Regions from separate parts of the Sus scrofa genome. Here all the other regions are linked to region 1. Evidence: chromatin contacts called from public HiChIP or PLAC-seq and promoter capture Hi-C data. All regions are on one chromosome and are shown on one strand. The core of a region is the stretch at or near the end of the contact, and the rest is flanking DNA. Distances in the headings are between cores, read along the strand shown.

The links. Promoter capture Hi-C pulls out the DNA fragments that hold promoters and counts their contacts. HiChIP or PLAC-seq counts read pairs in DNA pulled down with a chosen protein or histone mark.
Region 2: an H3K27ac HiChIP or PLAC-seq map of alveolar macrophages shows a contact between it and region 1. The contact joins the promoter of STRA8 here to the promoter of BPGM in region 1.
Region 3: a promoter capture Hi-C map of liver shows a contact between it and region 1, with 4 times the contacts expected there. The contact joins the promoter of CNOT4 here to the promoter of BPGM in region 1. A contact is called at or near these places in 1 of 5 promoter capture datasets (liver) and 1 of 47 Hi-C or Micro-C datasets (heart right ventricle).

What each region holds. Positions count from the first base shown.
Region 1 is chr18:14,591,234-14,594,693 of Sscrofa11.1, reverse strand. BPGM (bisphosphoglycerate mutase) reads left to right here and starts at 1,373. Exons shown (of 3, transcript XM_021079176.1): 1 at 1,373-1,507. It also overlaps a transcript of AKR1B1 not described here.
Region 2 is chr18:14,078,932-14,082,682 of Sscrofa11.1, reverse strand. STRA8 (stimulated by retinoic acid 8) reads left to right here and starts at 2,284. Exons shown (of 11, transcript NM_001285970.1): 1 at 2,284-2,396.
Region 3 is chr18:13,819,449-13,822,943 of Sscrofa11.1, reverse strand. It overlaps CNOT4 (CCR4-NOT transcription complex subunit 4), which reads right to left and starts at 1,371. Exons shown (of 12, transcript XM_021078768.1): 1 at 1,126-1,371.

The DNA of each region.
Region 1 (3,460 bases), core at 124-2,623:
AAAGGAAGAGGAAGTGGGTAAGAGTACAGGATTTGGAAGCCGCACCTCCTCCAGTTCCTCTGACTTGAACTCTAGTTAATCATGTACAAACTGAATTCAGCTAACATTAGATGGTACTTAGCACTTGCTGGCATCTATCAGGCCTTGAATTTGTGTCCTCCCAGAAGTAAGAGTCTGTTCTTTGAGATCATAAGAGGAACTGTTATGCTCTGAGAAGAATAGATGATATATAGAACTAACTACAAACGCTTAGGTCTTAGTGAATTCAGTACATAGTGTGTCACAGAGTTTAAAAAGTGGAAGTTATCTTTTCATATATATGTTTAATTATTCTGAGAACCTGCCTGGTGGTCACATACCTGTGGACTTAGGATGAAATAGGAAAAACTCAAAAGAAGACACTAAACACTACATACGACAGCTTGTAGAAATCAAGACAGGGAATCTCTCTTCTTAATATGTTTGTGGTCAAGCAAACATATCAATCCTTATTATCTTTCTCGCCCACCCAAAAGTTCTTACACGTATGCTTCAAAGCCTTTTGTGGTAGTTCAAGACTGCCTAGAAACATACAGGGCCCCGTGCAAACTTCTCTTGTTCAGTAAATTGTGGCCTCCAAATATATAATACTCGTTTCACTCACTCCATCCTCCCTTCATCTGTCCTATAAGCTTTTAGTGTATTCCATGCATCCCTTTTCCTCCCCCAACCAAAACAGTGTCAGGGAATTGCCTAAGGGAATCGCTTAGTACATTTACCGAGAGAGAGAGAGAGAGAGAGAGAGAGAGAGAGAGAGAGAGAGGAGAGAGAGAGAGAAAGAGAGAGAGAGAGAGAGAGAGAGAGAGAGAGAGAGAGAGAGAGAGAGAGAGAGAGAGAGAGAGAGAGAGAGATACAGCCCATAAATCGGGCACTTTAAAGGCTTTGCCTTTAATCGCCGTTTAAGGCTTAAAGCCGCCAGGAGAGCAAGAGCTTTTCTGTGAGGAGTGCCCACCTTCATCCCCAGGTTGCAGTTTCCCATGAATAAAGGAAGGCATCACCTCATAACTTCCAAGATTCCACCGGCACGTCTCTACGTTGGCAGATATTTCCTTTAAGACGCGAAACACTTCCCAGCACCTCAACTGCGCGAGAGCTCCTGAGGTTTTCATATTGCCAGGGCGACGCTCCCGGCATTTTTACTTCCCCAGGCACAAGCCCGCCTAATAGCGCCAAAGCTAGCTCTTCACTGGCCCGAAAATGTGCTCATCTTCTCAGAAAGCCAATCAGAACCTCACTTTCTACTCCGGGGATTTGGGAAACGGAAAAGACCTCGACCTGTTCCTGGGGAGTAAGGCGGGTCCATGAATGAGTGACAGCTTGATCTTCCAATAGTCAGAGCCCTAGGACCTGCCCCTTCTGGCTCCTGAGCTAGAAAAGAGAGTCGATGCCGGCAGCAGAGATGAGTCCTTGGAGGCACTGGCTGCGAGTAGGTTCGGAGAAGCGGTTGCTACCAGTGGCTTTTTTGCGGGTGAGTGGTTTTGTTTTGGAATATTGCCATTGCGAACGTTTCCATTTCTCAGTGATGTGGTGGTTTATTTTGGCGCGCGGGCCAGTTCCTTTCCCCCGCGGGTTGTCTTTGGTGGGAGTCTGGCACTCGCGCGTCCACCCCTCAGGCTCCGACCCTCACTCATCCCCCAGGTCCTTCTCAGCTGTCTCCTTCTCAGAAGAAGCCTCTCTGAGGGGGTCGTAGATCTGACAGCCGAAAAGAGGATTCCGCCTTGGTAGTGGTGTCCTGACGGCAAGAATAAATAGGAGTTGAAGGGAGTGATGAACTCAGTCCCCCTGGCCATCGGAGGCACCGGGTGGCAGAGCCCCGTCTATAGTAAGGCTCCTGGAAGGGAGCTCGGTGTGTTTTCAGGGCCATGCCACTAAATTTAGGGCGATGGTGGAGCTGGCCCTAAAAGTCCCAGTAGATAGAAAAACTTGAATGTCATGAAAGGAGAAAGTTGAGTATCTGCAATGGTTTCATGGAGGGTTCAAATCTGGAGCTCGATCACAGGTTCTTGGAAGCACCACAAATGAAAAAGTAAGTGTATTTCTTCTCCTTTCAGAAGGATGGGGGCCCTCTTACTGGAGAAGGACAGAAGTGCGTAATGGAAGTAAAGTTCACAGTTAAATTTTGAAGGATAATTGGTTATTAGCTAACTTATTATAACTCTCACTCCCCTCCCACCTCCCTTCCAAATTATGGAAGGTTTCTAGCTTGTCAGTGGTACCAGAATGTTAACTGACCCAGTGCACACTTTTGGGGGAAAAATATCATATCAAGTGCTATCTTTCACCAGCAGCTTCTAAGGTTTCTATAATGAAAGCAGAACACATGTCAGTTTGTTTTTTATTGCAAAACTGTGTCCCCCGAGGCCAGGAGACTAGGTTTGATCCATCTTGTATTTTTGTAGCATCTCACACCCCATAGATGCTATTCAATTGTGGTAGACTTTCAAACAAATGGTGTCATGGAGGAGGCTCCAGTTGGTGGTCAAGACACCTGGGTTTTAGTCTTGGAGCTATTTGTGTGATCTTAAACAAATTCTTTCCATTCTCTGGCTCTTAACTTTTGCATCTTTAAAAAGTAGATGTTGCATTAGATTATTTCCGAGGTCTGTGCCTGTGTTCAAAGTCTGTTTTAAGCTCAAGATCCTTAGACATTTTCCACCACAAGTACATCAGCAAAATCTCATAGCCGTAAATTCCTAACCAATCTGTTAGCAAATAAAAGTTCCCAGCTACGATATGTTCTTTTGTGTCCATATTTAAACCAAACCATGCAGATCATTGTAAATTTGACCATTATCCAGAATGACCATTGTACTGAAGTATAATGTGGCAGTAAATGTTCTCCTTTATTCCATCACTCGGAGGCAACTAATGCTGGTGTTTGGGTAGATCTTTCAGTCTCTCTTCCTCTTTTGCCTTCTACAGTTGGTTGAGATTAAGTGGCACATTTCATTTTAAGTAATGACATCTAAATTCAGCCATGCCTTCATTTTGGCGTGTCTGGTGCCTAGAGAACAGAGAACACACCAGCATTTGAACTGGTAGTTCACTTGAACATCCTTGGGATGAAATCCAGTGTGAAGGGATATTTATATGGAAATAGGACTAAAAATGTCCCTTAATAACAGAACTCTTTAGCTGGAAAAAAAGCATAGTTTATAGAAGGTAAACCTTAGCCATTTCACTAAAGCATTTGGATTATAGGATATCACTTAGTATCTGGTATGCTTCTAGGATTGTATCTTACCATCCACACCTCTGCCCTGAAACCCCCAACATTTGATTGCATTCATCCTTCCATTACTTAATTTAATGTTTTCTTCTTACCCTCACCCTCGTTTTATTTACTCCCAGCTTTTGCTTCTGCTTGTAGCATCAGCAAAGCAGGAGCACTCTCAAGGGCCCCAAGTCTGGGTTAGTCTTC
Region 2 (3,751 bases), core at 1,035-3,534, 510 kb after region 1:
CCACTTGCACAGGGCAGCAAACCACCAATAATGGCATTAGACTGCCAGCAGCAGGAATCCATGAGTTTATGGGTCTATAAAATCATTCACTTTCACTCTGGAACAATCTGACTGTCCTAGGTTAATAAGTAATATGCCTTTGCACACATCAAGTGGATGACAGCGTGGGGGAATCCTGTCTCTGCTGCCATATTAAAAAAAAAAAAATCAGCTCCTTGCTCTCTGCAATCCTGTTTCTACCTTCTGCAATAATTGGGGCAGCTTCTGCTGCTGCCCCCACCGCCTCCCCTCACTCTCTCTCATTCTCTCCCTCTCATTCTTTCTTTCTCTGAAGAATTCTGACTAATACACCTTGCAAAAATTTTCTGCACTTTCAAATGAATTCACTACTCTTTTATAGTTGTCTAACACATGGGATATTACACAACCTTAAAAACAGGTGAGGTAGATCTCTATGTACAAATATAAGCATATCTCCAACTCATATTATTGAATGAAATGGTCAGATACAGTCCCATTTGTCTATTATTGCTTTTGTTGCCTGTGCCTTCAGTGTCATAATCATGAAATCACTGCCACAACCAATGCTATGAAGATCTTCCCATATGCCTTCTTCCAGGAGAGTTACAAGCCTCGACTTTATCAGTATTTGTATAATTCTTTCTACATGTCAAAGCACTTTCACATCCATTAAACCCTTAAAGCAGAAACCTCAGAAGGAGGTCCTTGGTGCTGAGTCATTGATGGGAGGTCCCAAGCCTTCAGGAGTTTTACTGGAGGTCAGGGGACAATGGGCACTGTCACCTGGGGACATGTCTTGGGAGTCACATATCTGTCCTTCTACAGTAGAAAGGCTCAGCCATGCTGACCCAGAAATACTGTTCCCATAAAGGAGCTTACTGTATTACCAGGCCCTCCTGGAGGCCAGAATCTGGCCCTGTGCAAAGGTGATGGCAGGCAAACACCTGCCTGAGATTGCATCCAAGGCTCCTCTTGACCACAGTGCTGGGAGCTCCTAACTGGAGTCAGAAATGTACCCCTCCATGGACCTCTGCCTTCCTCACCCCTCCCTCCAAGCCACTGTCCACACACCTCAGTTCAAAGCTGAGGGTCTTTTGTTCTGAAACTTACAAAATCATGCAAATTTCTCTCTAGCCCAAGACAGTCAACATTCCTTTTGCTAAATGCCACCCAAGGGCGTGTGATGAGCAAAAAACCAGAGAGAACCTCAGATGTTTAGATATTAGGCAGGTCACTGCCCTTCTCTGGCTTCCCCATCTATAAAAGGGGGAGAAAGTTCTTCACAAGGTCATCCACGAGGATTAGGAACACAGTGGAGGCGCAATACACAACCCATCACTCTCGTTATGTTTAGAGGATAAAAAGATGATCGCATATGAGACCCCTGCCCATTATCACATAAAATGGATGGGACCCGATGTTGATGCAAATAATCAGGAAACAATCTAAAATAAGGGAGAAAAGAGTTGCATTTGAGCCAAAGTGAGGACTATAACCCAGGGGATACAGATGCAAGAAGTACTTGCATTGTGTTTCATTGGACCACAAAATGGAAGAAGCTTATATAGGCAAACCCCACAAAATTGCATAAGTTTTTTGTCAAGAATTAGGCTCGGAGCTGGCAACAAGTAAGGGTGCTTTGCTAGGGCCTGGAATGGTTGTACAGTTACAAGGGAAGACCTTGAGCCCATTAGGCTGCAGCTGGCAGCTGCTACCAGATACTCTTGAAATCAGCTAGTGATGCCCTTGAGGTTGACATAGGTCAGAAAATTTGGGACTCAATGCAGGAATGTGTCTGAAACCACATCCACAATAGCCACCTGGCTCCGTTTTAGATGCCTGAACTGCAGTTCCTCCATTTTGATTTTTAAATGATCTTGAATATGTCATCCCCAACACTTGAGAAAAAGTGAAAAAGGCTGTTTGTCCAACCAGAAAGTTAGGGTCAAGGACACATAACATGGGTGGCCATCCTGGGTTGACATTAATGCAGGAATCTTAGAAGGCTTCCTGGTGGGACAGGTGTGGAGCTGGATCTGGGGGGAGGGGATGCCCTCAGACTGGTGGATTTCAGGGCAGGATCTATGCTTCTTGTCGTGGGGGGGGGGCTGTATTGGGGGCAGGATCTATGTTACTACGAGGGGAGTTTCTCTGGGCAGGATCTCTGGTACTAGGAAGGAGGGGTCAGGGTCAGAAGGTGATGGGGGCGGGGGGACTGTTGCCAGGGAGAACTTTGATTGTATCCAAAGCTGGTGAGAAGCCACCAGGCGGTCCCAGGGTTCATGAGCAGAGCCTTCTGCCTCACAGCTGTGGGGAAGGCTGACTGAAGTGGACCAGAGATCCTCATTTTCTTCAAGGAAATCAGGCTGAGGCAGGTAAGGAAGCCTTGTAACATCCCACCCCCCAGGACTGCATTTTTTCTGGGTGCAGATCTGCTTCCCAGTGGGCCGCATCCGGGGAGGCAGATGTGTTTGGTGGTGGTTGATGCGGGTGAAGGGTGATGAGATGAAAGGCCGGGCAGGTAAGTGTCTGGACCTCTGGGTGTCCTCCCTGTGCAAAGGTAAGGCCTCCAAGACAGAGGTGCACAGACACCTGAATGCCCTCTGCTCCCACAGGGTCTCAGCACTGCTGAGCTAGTGATGGGAGGCAAGGATCAGGGCCAGTGAAGAGAAACCAGGGAGAGAGGAAGAGGGGAAAAAAGCAGCTTCTCAGGGACTCTCTGTGACCCTGAGAAAAAGCTGCCTGACAGCCAGAAGGGACAGAGCCTCAACCCAGGCAGAATTTTGTCTTAAAAGGAGTAAGTCACATTTACCTTGAAAAGAAGGAGAATTTGCTCCTACTGGGTGCTTTCCATGTAGCAGTTTCTTTCTACATAGCACACTGTTTAATTTAATGTTCTACCAAAGTCAGAAGTTGAACCTATTTGTCTGCTTTGGGTAGAACTCACAGTCACTGTGAAGCACATCCTGGATCAGAATCCAATCCCAGTGCCACCAGGCACAGGCTGCCGCGTCCAGGTGGTGTGACCTCTGGTTCACCCCTGCCCCAGAGTGCAGTAGCTTTTGCCCCAGGTCAGGGAACAACAAGGGACATCTGGCAAGGCTGCTGCTTCCTAGCCAAACTGAAGGTGTGGGATCGCGACTGTCATGTAACATTCAGGGGTGCAGGAATTCAAGCAAAAAATACCTAAGGACATGAGTCTATATTTGGGGGAAAATGAATTTTTTCCCTAAGGTGGAAGAATACTTGCTCTTGTCTCAAAGTGAGACTGTTTCCCTTTTCTTCTTGCTATTTTGATCCCACCTTTTATTTATTTATATTTTTGGCCCGTGCCATGGGGAAATTCCCCCGCCAGGGATCCAACCTGAGCCACGGCAGTGACAACACCAGATCCTTAACCCACTGAGCCACCAGAAAACTCCTGATTCCACCTTTTAAAGGCCTCTTCCGCGCAACCCTTCTTAGCCCCCCCCCCCCCCGCATTTCTTCTTCCCCAGTTTAAAACATCATTCCCCGGCCCCTCCTTTTATGCGCTTCTCTATTTCCTCACATCTTTCCCCCTGAGACAGGGAGCCTGTGCCCTGGACCCTTTATTGAACGTGTCTTCTCTGAGCCTCAGGATAACCCTGTAAGGCAGGTGTCAGAGCCCCGTGTGAGGGGTGAGGACCCTGGGGCTCCACATCGGATCACTGGACCCAGTCGGAGGCCGTCCATTTAGTGTTCGTGGGCA
Region 3 (3,495 bases), core at 122-2,621, 770 kb after region 1:
TTATCTTATTTTGAAATGCCTAGGCTAATATTTGTTGGTGTAATCAGAGCCCACATTAAGTGTCCTGGGGAGAGGCAATTCAGAAGAACGCTAGACAGCATGGAGAAACCGGTTCAAAATGAAAAGAGAAAGGAGGGGGAAAAAAGCCAAAAAGCAAAAACAAAAAGTCCCAACAGAGCGAATAATCCACAACCAGATCCCTGGAAACAAAACGAAGACGTTCCTCTCCGGGGCAGCCTGAATAAACGATCTTCACTCACAATGTTTAATAGTATCCTACCTCACTTCATTCACTTCCCAACTTCCTTGACTTCTCGGGGGCCAACACGGGGCATCCCTTTTTTTTTTTTTTTTTTTTTTTTTTTTTTTTTTTTCTGGAAGTGTATGTTGAAAGAATCTGTATAGCAAAGAGGGAAGGAACGGACAATACCCAAGAAAGCTGTGAAACAGGTGGGTTAGTACAAGCAGCAGCGTAATCTAGATACTTTAAGGGGCAGCTTTAAAATGACAGATGTGGTTAAAGGAAAGACTGCAAATCGGAAGAAGCTCTAAGGGTAGCAGGTAGGCTGGGGCTAAAAGCAAGCACGAGAGGGGGGCAAAGGCTAACTCCAGAGTGGTAGCAGGGAGCAAAAAACAAGCAGCAGCACGAGTGGGCAACGAGCAGTGGGATTAATGAGCAGCAGCAACACAGGTCAGAGTGGAAGTGATGGCTTTGGTCTTGGGAGACGGGGGCCACTGGGAAAGGACGTCAGAGGGGCGAAAGGGGGCTGGGAAAACAAGGAGTCCTGAGACCGAAGATTTCTTGCCCCTACAAAAATGTAGGGGAGAGCGTTGAAGACGAGCAGCCTCCTCGGCTGCCCAATTAAAGAGATTTTCGAAGCAGTCGGTGCTCGCCGCCGCGCTGCCTTCTGCCCCGCTCCCTTTTCCTGGTGGTAACTGCTGTGGCGTAGAGGGAAGAGGGAGGAAGAGGAGGAGGAGGAGGAAGACCAAGAAGGAGGAGGGTGAAGATGAGGCGGGGGGTGGGGAGAAAGGGGGGTGCGGCCTGCACAGTCCCAGCGAAGCCTCCGCTCTCTCGTAGCCGGTCAACCCCGGGTTTCCCCTAAGCCCAGCCCCGCATAGACTCACCCGCCTGCCTTGCCTCGCTTTTCCCTTAGCCGACTCCACGCGGTGCCGCGTCCTCACAAGAAACCACTGAACGAGTGTCGGGGAAAAAACTCTTCAGAACCGGGCCTGATTGCCTCAGCGAGTCCGACCTTTACGGCTGAGAGGGAGACTCTCAGCTTTCGGTGGGTTCCACAGCCAGACGGGCCACCATCTTACATTAGGGTAAGACTCCTCCGGCCTCCCGTGCGCAGGCGCACGCCGATCCGGCCAGGAGGGGCGGGGGAGGGGCGGGAGGAGCGGCCGGCGGCCGGTCCCGCAGCACCCTGGGAGTTGTAGTCCTCGGAGGGTAACCGCCCAGCTGCAAGCCGGGAATTGAAGTTCTCACTCGGAGGGCGGACCGGATCGCCTACCTCACGTGGTTGCCACACTACTGCCTTTCTCCGTGTTTTGCTTCCTTTTCGGCCCGGTGCTGCTTCTCTTGTCATTTGGTCGGCGGCCTTCGTTAGCGGTTCCGTTTCCTCGGTGTTGCTCAAATATGGGAAACCAGAACTCGCGGCGGGCGTAACCAATTTGGGGGAGCTGAGACCTTCTCTTTTCTGACCCCGCCTACCGTAGGTATTAAAGGAGGCAGGGTAGAGGCAGGTGGAAGGTAGGAGGGGCGCGGGATTTGATCTAGGGTGGGAATTGGATACTGAATTGGCATCTGCTTGTGGAAGGTGAATGTTAACTCGTTTCCCCTGTTTGTGCATTTTGGAGCCACCACCCTTGATCCGATCTTCACCATGAATCTCCAGTGAAAAGATACTCTAAATTATCCTGTATATACGTACAAGAGAACAGAAGACCCATGCGTTTACAAAAATGTGTTTCTGATTATATAAATTTGAGAACATTTTACGGATTTAGGTGCAAATTATTTTAAGTTCGATTTCCAGCTTGCACAGCTCTGCGCGCAGAGTTCACAAACCCTTCATACATCCATACATCCCAAGGAGTACAAGAATGCTCTCGCAATCCCAAAGAGCGCCGAGGAATTTTCAATCTCAAAAATCAATTTTCTGGTCCCTCCCACATGCCTCCTAGAATTCTGATGGAAGTGGCCGCTTGACGCAGTTGGTTTTGCTTGTTGCGTGAATTCTTCACCCATTCATGCAACAAATACTCAATGAGCTCCCCCTATGTGCCCAGCGCTGTTCTATACATGGGGAGGTGACAGCCAGCAAAATGACAAAATTCCTCTTCCAGGAATTCCTGTGTCTATTCTAGTGTGTGTGTGTTAAGGTGAAATAAAAGGGAAAGGAAGCAATTTTTAAGACATGATTAAAATGCATATTATACGGTAACTGATGAAAAAAATTGAACAGAAGGGGAATAGGGAAAGAGGTTGCAATTTTAAATCTGTAGACCTAATCTCATTGAGAAGACTTCATTTAATTTTTTAAAAATACGTTAGTTCTTTGTGTTTCAGTTTCTTCACTGTTAAGCCTGGAACCAGTTATTTGGTGGAAACTTAAATATATAATAAACTCACAATTTACCAAAAACTTGAAGTTGCGGAATCATGAACTCATAAGCTAGCAAGGAAACCTGGAAAGTCATTTGGATTTGCCACCTTTAGTTAACTATCTAAACATTCAATATAGGAGACATCTATTTTCTTAAATGTGTGCTTGTTCTTTTTTTGTTGGTTTTTTTCTCTTTTTTATTATTATTATTATTATTTTGGCTGCATTATTGTTATTATTCTTATTCTTCTTATTATTATTATTATTTTGGCTGCACTCGTGGCCAGGAACAGAACCTGTGCCACAGCAGTGACCTAAGCCACAGCAGTAATAACACAGGATCCTTAACCCACTGAGGCAAAAGGGAACTCTGTGTTTATTTGTTTTTTGGTTTTGGGGTTTGGGTTTTTTTTTTGTCTTTTGTCTTTTTAGGGCCACACCTGCGGCATGTGGAGGTTCCCAGGCTAGGGGTCCAATTGGAGCTACAGCTGCCAACCTACGCCACAGCCACAGCCACGCCAGATCTGAGCCACGTGAGGAACCACAAGACAATTCACAGCAACGCCAGATCCTTAACTCACTGAGCAAGGCCAGGGATTGAACCACAACCTCATGGTTCCTAGTCAGATTCATTTCCACTGCACCACAATGGGAATTCCAATGCATGCACTTTTTTTAAGAACAGTATCTTCATAATGTGTTTTATTAGCCTGTAATGAAATTCATGGATAATTTATGAATTTCATCTGCATACATGATTTTGTTTTAAATCAAAATAATGTGCTATATGATATAAAAACTACAAAGAAAGTAATTTATAATAGTGAATTCTATCTCAATATATAAATGCTCAGTCATGACTTTTCTAGAAAATGTAATCAAATTG